Linked DNA regions of Mus musculus: region 2 is linked to region 1. Evidence: chromatin contacts called from public Micro-C data. All regions are on one chromosome and are shown on one strand. Each heading gives the region's core, a stretch centred on a gene start, on an enhancer-like site or on the middle of the called end of the contact. The rest is flanking DNA. Distances are from core to core; before and after follow the strand shown.

The links. A called contact is a pair of places that touch in the nucleus more often than the background predicts.
Region 2: a contact with region 1 is called in a Micro-C map of the HL-1 cell line, with 2.2 times the contacts expected there. The contact joins two enhancer-like sites. A contact is called at or near these places in 10 of 39 promoter capture datasets (the C10 cell line, the HPC-7 cell line, cranial neural crest and 7 more), 3 of 15 datasets of contacts at CTCF or cohesin (the NIH/3T3 cell line, large pre-B cells and pro-B cells), 176 of 484 Hi-C or Micro-C datasets (the AML12 cell line, the AtT-20 cell line, B cells and 96 more), 31 of 115 datasets of contacts at active chromatin or transcription factors (CD4 T cells, CD8 T cells, the HPC-7 cell line and 23 more) and 4 of 9 other capture datasets (adipose tissue, embryonic tail, liver and 1 more).

Annotation. Positions count from the first base shown.
Region 1 is chr5:107,000,205-107,003,846 of GRCm38.p6, reverse strand. No RefSeq gene overlaps it. Among named protein-coding and RNA genes, the nearest start is that of Cdc7, 38 kb to the right of the region's middle. Within about 2 kb of position 1,861, at least 65 of the 459 cell types and tissues checked have an H3K27ac peak or open chromatin away from gene starts, as enhancers often do. A contact at or near this core is called in the HL-1 cell line, where this site is marked.
Region 2 is chr5:107,301,817-107,305,458 of GRCm38.p6, reverse strand. It overlaps the pseudogene Gm22557. Among named protein-coding and RNA genes, the nearest start is that of Tgfbr3, 14 kb to the right of the region's middle. Within about 2 kb of position 1,733, at least 32 of the 459 cell types and tissues checked have an H3K27ac peak or open chromatin away from gene starts, as enhancers often do. A contact at or near this core is called in the HL-1 cell line, where this site is marked.

The sequences.
Region 1 (3,642 bases), core at 612-3,111:
ATGCATACACATACATACCACACAGACACACACACACCACAGACACACAGAGACACACAGACATACACACACCACACATACATGCACGCACACATACATACCACACAGACACACACACCACAGACACACACATAAACAAATAAATAAGTAAATAATTTAGGATGAGAATTCTTGTAGAGCTGAAGCTACTGTAAGAAGGTTTGGGGGAAGGCCTCTGCACTGGGTGGAGGGTGTGTGGATGAAGATGTATGAATGGGCTATCTTTCCCTGAAAGGCAGGGAAGAAAGCCACACGGTGTGACTAGCAGGTGCAGGTAGCTGCCCACAGAGACTCCATAACGTTCCCCATGATTCTCCAAATATATTTAAGAACACACAGGTCAGTTATCAGATGCCTGCCTACTATGAAAAGTGACAACAGAGACACAGGGTCCCGACACCACAACTACATTTAGGGGTGAGAGGACCCAGAGTGGGGCTGCTCGAGCTTCATTTCCTCTCCTTAGTTCCCATCCCTCCTACAGCTCAGGCTGCCCCAGTTTAAACTCACGTCACTAAGCAGGCAATGGTTTTTACGCTGTAGTAGATCTGGCACAGTCGGTTTGTGTGAGGCCTCGATTCTGCATCTCCAACTCCAGATTGATGCTGTTCAACTGATGGCCGTGCTTTCAGGAGATTACCAGGGAGTATGAAGGTGTTAGGTGTACATCAAAATAACTTGATTGAAGTGTTTTCTTTTGCTGTTTGAAGATGCTAGGGTGCTAGAGATTGTGTCCAGGCCCTGCAGCATGCTAAGTACCATGTTCCACCAAGGAGATACATTCCCAACCCGCGTGCTTTTGTTTATTGGCTGTATTTTTTCACCTTGTATTTATTTTATCTTTAAAACATATTTAATAGTTATACACACACATTTGTTTTGTATTAAATCTGCTCCCAATTTCCTTTCCTATATCTCTTACCACTTTTCTCCCAACTTCATGTTCTCTCTCTCTTCTCTCTCTCTCTCTCTCTCTCTCTCTCTCTCTCTCTCTCTCTCTCCCCACACACACACACACACACACACACACACACACAGAGTACATTTGGTGTTACCTGTGTGTGCAAGGGTAGGACCCATATCTCAGGGCTCACATCCTGAAGGAAACCAACTCCTTCCCCCAGCAGGTAGTGAATGTGACTAGAGGCTGGGGGGGACAGGATTTCATAGCACCCCATACCCATGCCCGGATATTTCTATTTTCAAAGCAGGCTTTTCTTATGTGTACACACTGGCCCAGAACTCAGAACAACCCTTCTGACTCAGCGTCCACTGAGGTTTATACAAATGTATCACCTGGCTAAAATAAATAAATTCAATTAATTAAAGTAATAATTAGTCACAGACTGGAAGGCACATCATTAATTTGGTGTGCCTTGGTGGCTTAGAAAAACTACACTGAACTTATTCCTCTTCATCAAGTGTCACCTTTTCCACCAAACTACTCTTTGGGTTGGATGGGTGCACATGATCAACTTCTTAACCCCAGGAAACACAGACAACAGCTGGGTACTAAGAAACTGAAGGGTGGGGGTGGGGGTTAAGAGGCTCAGTCACACTGTTTTGCAGGGGCTAGAGCAAGAGTAGAGCTGCCTGGGAGTTGAAGGGGGGCGGGCGGGCGGGGGGCGGGACACAGGAGGGAAAGGGCAAACCAGGAGGGATAAGCCCTAACAGAGGCCTCCTGAAAAAGATATCCGGTTTTTAAAATGGGAAAGAAATGCCTCTATTTGACAAAAACTCACAGGGCATTATTCCCTAGCAGCTTCACAGAAACCAGATCTAGCCTGTCCTCCAGCCTAAGGCAGTATCCCAACACACCCAGCTGCCGGGTGAGGGGAATTCCCCAGGAGGGTGACTTGGTCTTCTTGCTCAACCTATGAGCTGCTGCAGTGTTCCAACTTACTCCCTCCTTCCTGGCATCCCCAGATCTGCCCCATACAGGCTAAAAGGAAAGGTAGAAATAAGAAGCCAAGCGCCCAAGGTCTGTGCCTAGAATAGAGTTTCTTCCTGCTTCAGAGCAGGGTCAAGTGCAAGGCACAAATGGGGGTTCTGAGAGAGAGAGAAAGGGCAGGGAGAGGGCTGCCTCGCTGCAAGACACAAAACCGGGAACAACCCTATCTTTGCTTCATTGACAAAGGAGAATGAGGGACTGGAGCCAGGCTGGCTTGAAACTGACTGTAGAAAAGCCACTTTTGTAACTCGCAGCCCCCAGGCGTGCGATGGAAACGCTGGCAACGGAGCTAGGCAGGCATGCACTCTCCCAGAAGCAAAAACATGAGCTGTGAGATGATTAGAGGCACTGTGGCTGTGGACCGGTTGCCTAGAGCCTCGGGGTCTTCCAGGATGTGGTAGGAATAAGAAGAAACCCCCTCCAGCCCAGTGTTCTGTAGACTCTGTCAAGTACACCTACACCTACCTCTCTGGCAGTGGAGGCAGTGTGGGCTTCCGCAACTTCCTGGACTGATTCTGACCTGGCTAGCCATTACATGGTACCCTAGACGATTTCCAGAAGGGATCAAGGGCCTCCAGTACGTCCCTGTCCACAAGGAGGAACTACCACCCAAGTCAGTTGGTAGTCAAGGAACAGAGTTTCTGCCTGCTTCAGAGCGGGGTCAAGTGAAAGGCACAACTGAGGGTTAATGGGAGGTGTGCTCGCTGCTCAGCACAGCCGATCTTGGCTCCCACTGCCCACCTAATCCCTTTAATTATTTCAGAATATTGAAGGTCTGCCTCCACAGATGCTATAAGATCCTCAAATATAAGGTGGCATCGTCCTGTTGGCTGATGATAGATTTCTTATCAGCGTTGCTAGGTGCGTTTCTTCTATCCAAGTAACCAGAGAAAGGCCTTACTGACTACCTACTACCAACCTGCTATGCTCATATACTAAAGTAGGCAGCAAAGATGGAAAGATCTCTGGGTTCCAGGAAGAATGAGGTAGGTGCTGGCATATGAGTAGGATATGAACAAGCAGAGGGAAATGGGAAGGCATCCTAGCAGTCAAAGATGGAAATGAACATGGTGGGCTGAGAGGCTGGGGGTGATCAGCCTGTTTGGAGGTCACCAGGTGCTCCACAGAGGGAACTGGGGTGTGAAGAGAGGCTGGTGGCAGAACACCATAGCGCTTAGGAGGTCATTGCCTTTCAGGGTCTCAAGGCTCATCATGGAAAGGCACTAACAAAAGCAGCTACTCCTCTGCAGGTGCTTAAAACCAGATGCAGAGGAAATCTGGGCTCTATCTGAAAGGGTTTCAAGGCAACCCTGAGCCAAGAATGCCACAAAAATCATGCCATGCAATAGACCTCATGCAAAAGATTTTTTGAAAGGTATGAGGGTGGGAATCTGGAGGGAGGACACTCCAAATCGCTGCCTCTGTGTGGGTTTGGAGACAGAGACAGGTCATGATGTCAGACTTTAAGGGAGTGTGGAGCAGACACGTAGGGAAAATACGCAGGCAGCGGAGACGTGTTTGTGCCTTGGCCATTGATGATGGTGGGGCTGACGACACAGAGTCATTGAAGGTGGGGTGGGAATCTCTGAGGAACCTGGTTCTGGAATGTGGTCAAAGGACTTTGGATGTATCCCAGTATGCCCAACTGTACC
Region 2 (3,642 bases), core at 484-2,983, 300 kb before region 1:
AAAACATCCACCAACCAAACCAATATGTATGCTCCATCTACATGAGATACATACATGCACACAAAAACATACATGGATGCACACATACCCACACATGCATATACATGCACACACTCCCCCCCAAATCCACACAAGCACGCACACACACATACACATGCATATTCACACATATACCCACATGAATGCACCCCTCACAAACCCACGAATGCATGAAAACACACACACACACACACACACACACACACACACACACACACACACACAGAAATGGAACGGGATAACCAAAAGGGAAGGAGAAAATGGAGAGTTGTTCAATGGCTTAGTTTTAGTTATGAAAGACAGTTATTCCAGATACCTACTGTACAATAATGTGAACACAATGTATACTACTGAACACTATATTTTAAATTAGTTTTAAAACTTATCTTTTTTTTTAAGACAAGGTCTCATATATTCCAGGCTAGCCTCAAACTCACTATGTAGCTAAGGTTAGCCTTGGACTCCTGGTGCACCTACCTCTATCTCCAGAGTGCTGGCTTTATAGTTTATACTACCATGCCTGGCTTCAAGACAGTTCAGTGCTAATAAATTCTGTTCTGTGTGTTGTTTTTTTTTTTAATTGCAGTTTTAAAAATTACATAAAAACCCAATGTATTTTTTCTACCAACTGTATTTATTGCTAGAAACTTTAAGCTTTGTTTTTTTTTTTAAAAAAAAAACTATTTTAAAAACGGGTAACATAGGGAAAGACAAACATGTGGCTGACAATAACTCAGAAGCACTCTTGTGTAAACAGATATAAGTCACAGAGGGCCAGCAAGGTTACTCAGCAGTCTGGGCCCCGTTCCTGAAACCTGTATGAAAATGCAAGAAGGGAACTAACTCCACAGAATTCTCCTGTGACACACCACGCCATGATATGAGCAGCCCCCATCAATATAGATGATGATGATAATGATGATACGACGACGAGACGACTACTAAAACTTTTTAAAAATTAAAAGCACTGAAATACTGACAATGTAATCAGAAAGGATGTAATGCCTAAGTGGATACAAAACCACTCAGGGGCAGGTGAGACAGACCAGACAAGGCTGACACTTGCTGGGACCCACGTGGTGGAAGGAGAGAGCCGACTTCTGCAAGCTGCCCTCTGACTTCCATACTTGTAATATTACAACAACTAAATGATAAAAAAATAAAAGCACCCGATAGGGATGAGCTTTGGGCACGTGGTCGTCAAGTGAACTGAACTTTGAGCTAAGTTTTAAGTGAGCTGGCTTCTGTGGTGGATGCACCCCAGGATCCCCCTGAGAGGTGAAAGCTTCCGAGTGGTAAGTTACCGATAGAGACCTAAGTGTGAAAGTGACCTGAGGAAAAGCAGAGTCTGTATATGACAGGGTGCATATGTGCATACGTATATGAACATACTTACACAGATGTATACTGGGAGTACCTTGAAGCTCCCCAGACACCCCAGAGTGCGTATTCCATACCCACTGAGACATACTTATTATCTCCCGACCTGAGCAAGACGGCAACCAAAGACAAGCCTTTCTGAGCCTCTCCACCCACAGTCTCTAGAAGCAGACAACCCAGACAGGAGCCCCACTCTGCGCCCCTACCATTCCCAGCAGAGGGACAGGAAGCTGTACCCTGCCCTTAGAGAGACGGCCACCTCTTCACCCAATTAAAGATAAGACACTGTGGGACATGCATGACTGACGCCACCTGTAGGGGAACAAGGAGGGGTGTGGTGTGCTGGGCTTGGAACTCCCCAGAGGACTGTTGACCAAGATTGCATTCCTTGCCTGGCTGGGCTGGTGTCGGAATTTCTCAAAGGCAGTGACTGCAGCTCGGATACAGTTGGTGGGGGAGCTTCTGCACTTCGTGTCACCAAGTGGGACACCCATGGCAGAGCAAGTGCCACTCAGGGTGGCAGAGGTGACAGTTTCTTAGCTGCTTCTGGAACGGCTGCAGCGGTGGCTGCTGTGGCGGCGGAAGTTACTTCTGGAAACCCTGAAAACGTCATCTTCCTCACAGTAGACAGAACTGCTGACATAGCAGAAGGCCTCCCAGCTCAGTTTGCCCTAGAAGCAATACAAAGGTCTGGAACCTATTGGGACCCAAGCAGGGGTTTTCCCTCTGGAACCTGCTCCATGGCATTGCCCGGGGCATTTAAATCTTGGCCATACAACATTTCCCACAATTGAATTTTCAGTAATGGTTTCAAAAACTCCCTAGAATTGGGATGACAGATGTTTGCTCGCCTTCACAGTGGGGTCCGGACATTTGATTCGGATTACTACGCTAATACATGGCTTCCCAAATGCAGGAGGGCAGGGATGGCTTGTGGGTGGGAGCTGGAATCAGAGAATCACTTTTTTTTAAATTTTATTATTTTTATTTTTTTAAATAAGGAATCCTTCACGAGTTTGCTTGTCATCCTTCTGTCGAGGTCATGCTAATGTTCTCCGAATTGTTCCAGTTTTTAATATCTGTGATGTTGAGGTGAGTGTTCTCATCAGTTTGGAAGGGTCAAATCCAGAGTGGCGTTGAGGAAGCTTTCTGGGGCGTCTTTCTGTAGGCATGGCCACCAACAGAAAATATTCCTCGGTGAAGCAAAAGAATGAATGGATTGTTTAAAATATGCAGTCTTTTATCAGCACGTCCTAAACCATGAATACTAGTTGTATGACTTTTACAGTTTATTTATACTTGTTTGGTTTTTGATTTTTCAAGATAGGGTTTCTCTGTGTAGCAGCCCCTGGCTGTCCTGGAACCAGGCTGGCTTGGAACTCAGAGGTCCACCTGTCTCTGCCTGCCAGAGATCTGCCTGCTGGGATTAAAGGCGTGTACCACTCACTACTGCCTGACTGAATTATACATTTTAAAAAGGTGTTCCAGGGTCAGAAAGTGTGGAGGCTACAAGGTTAAAAGGTGTTAAATATAGCAGAGCTTGTGGTCTAGGGTTGTGAATCCCAGTCAGAAGGTAGGAGGGCTTCCCTTAGCTAGTCTCAGTCAGGGCTACATAGTGAGTTCAAGACCAGTGAGGACACAAACTGAGACCCTATCTACAAAAGAAAGAAAAGAATTAAAGGCGCACAGAAGATGCACTAGCCTGGGCTACAAAGGAAGACCTAAAAGAGAAGTTTCATCGTGTTTTTAGTCCAAAAAAAGTTAAATGAGATTCATTTTTACTCTGTAATTTTTCAAGGGTTTTATCACGTTCATGTTATTATACCAATATCATATGATAATCAATATGTATATTATGTTTACAGTTGTTTATTGTCATCATTATTATGGGGGGGCACACAGGATGTCAGAGGAGCTGATTCTTGCCTTCCTAGGGAGGTAACTCCTGCTGTCCAGGCTGCACAGCAGCTGGTGCCTTTACCTGCTGAGCCATCTCACTTTCTGCCAATGTGTGATACTTATGGACTTATGGTTAATATTCAGTGTGATGGGTGTGGTTGCCACCTGCCTGTAATCCCAGCACGTGGGGAGTCATCCTTGGCTACATAATGAATCAAAACTGATCTGTGCTACAGGAGACCCTGTCTTTTAAAAAGAAACAAGACAAGACATTTAACGCTAATACATTCCTGTTTGTCCTAATGCTATTTCAGCCAGGTGCAG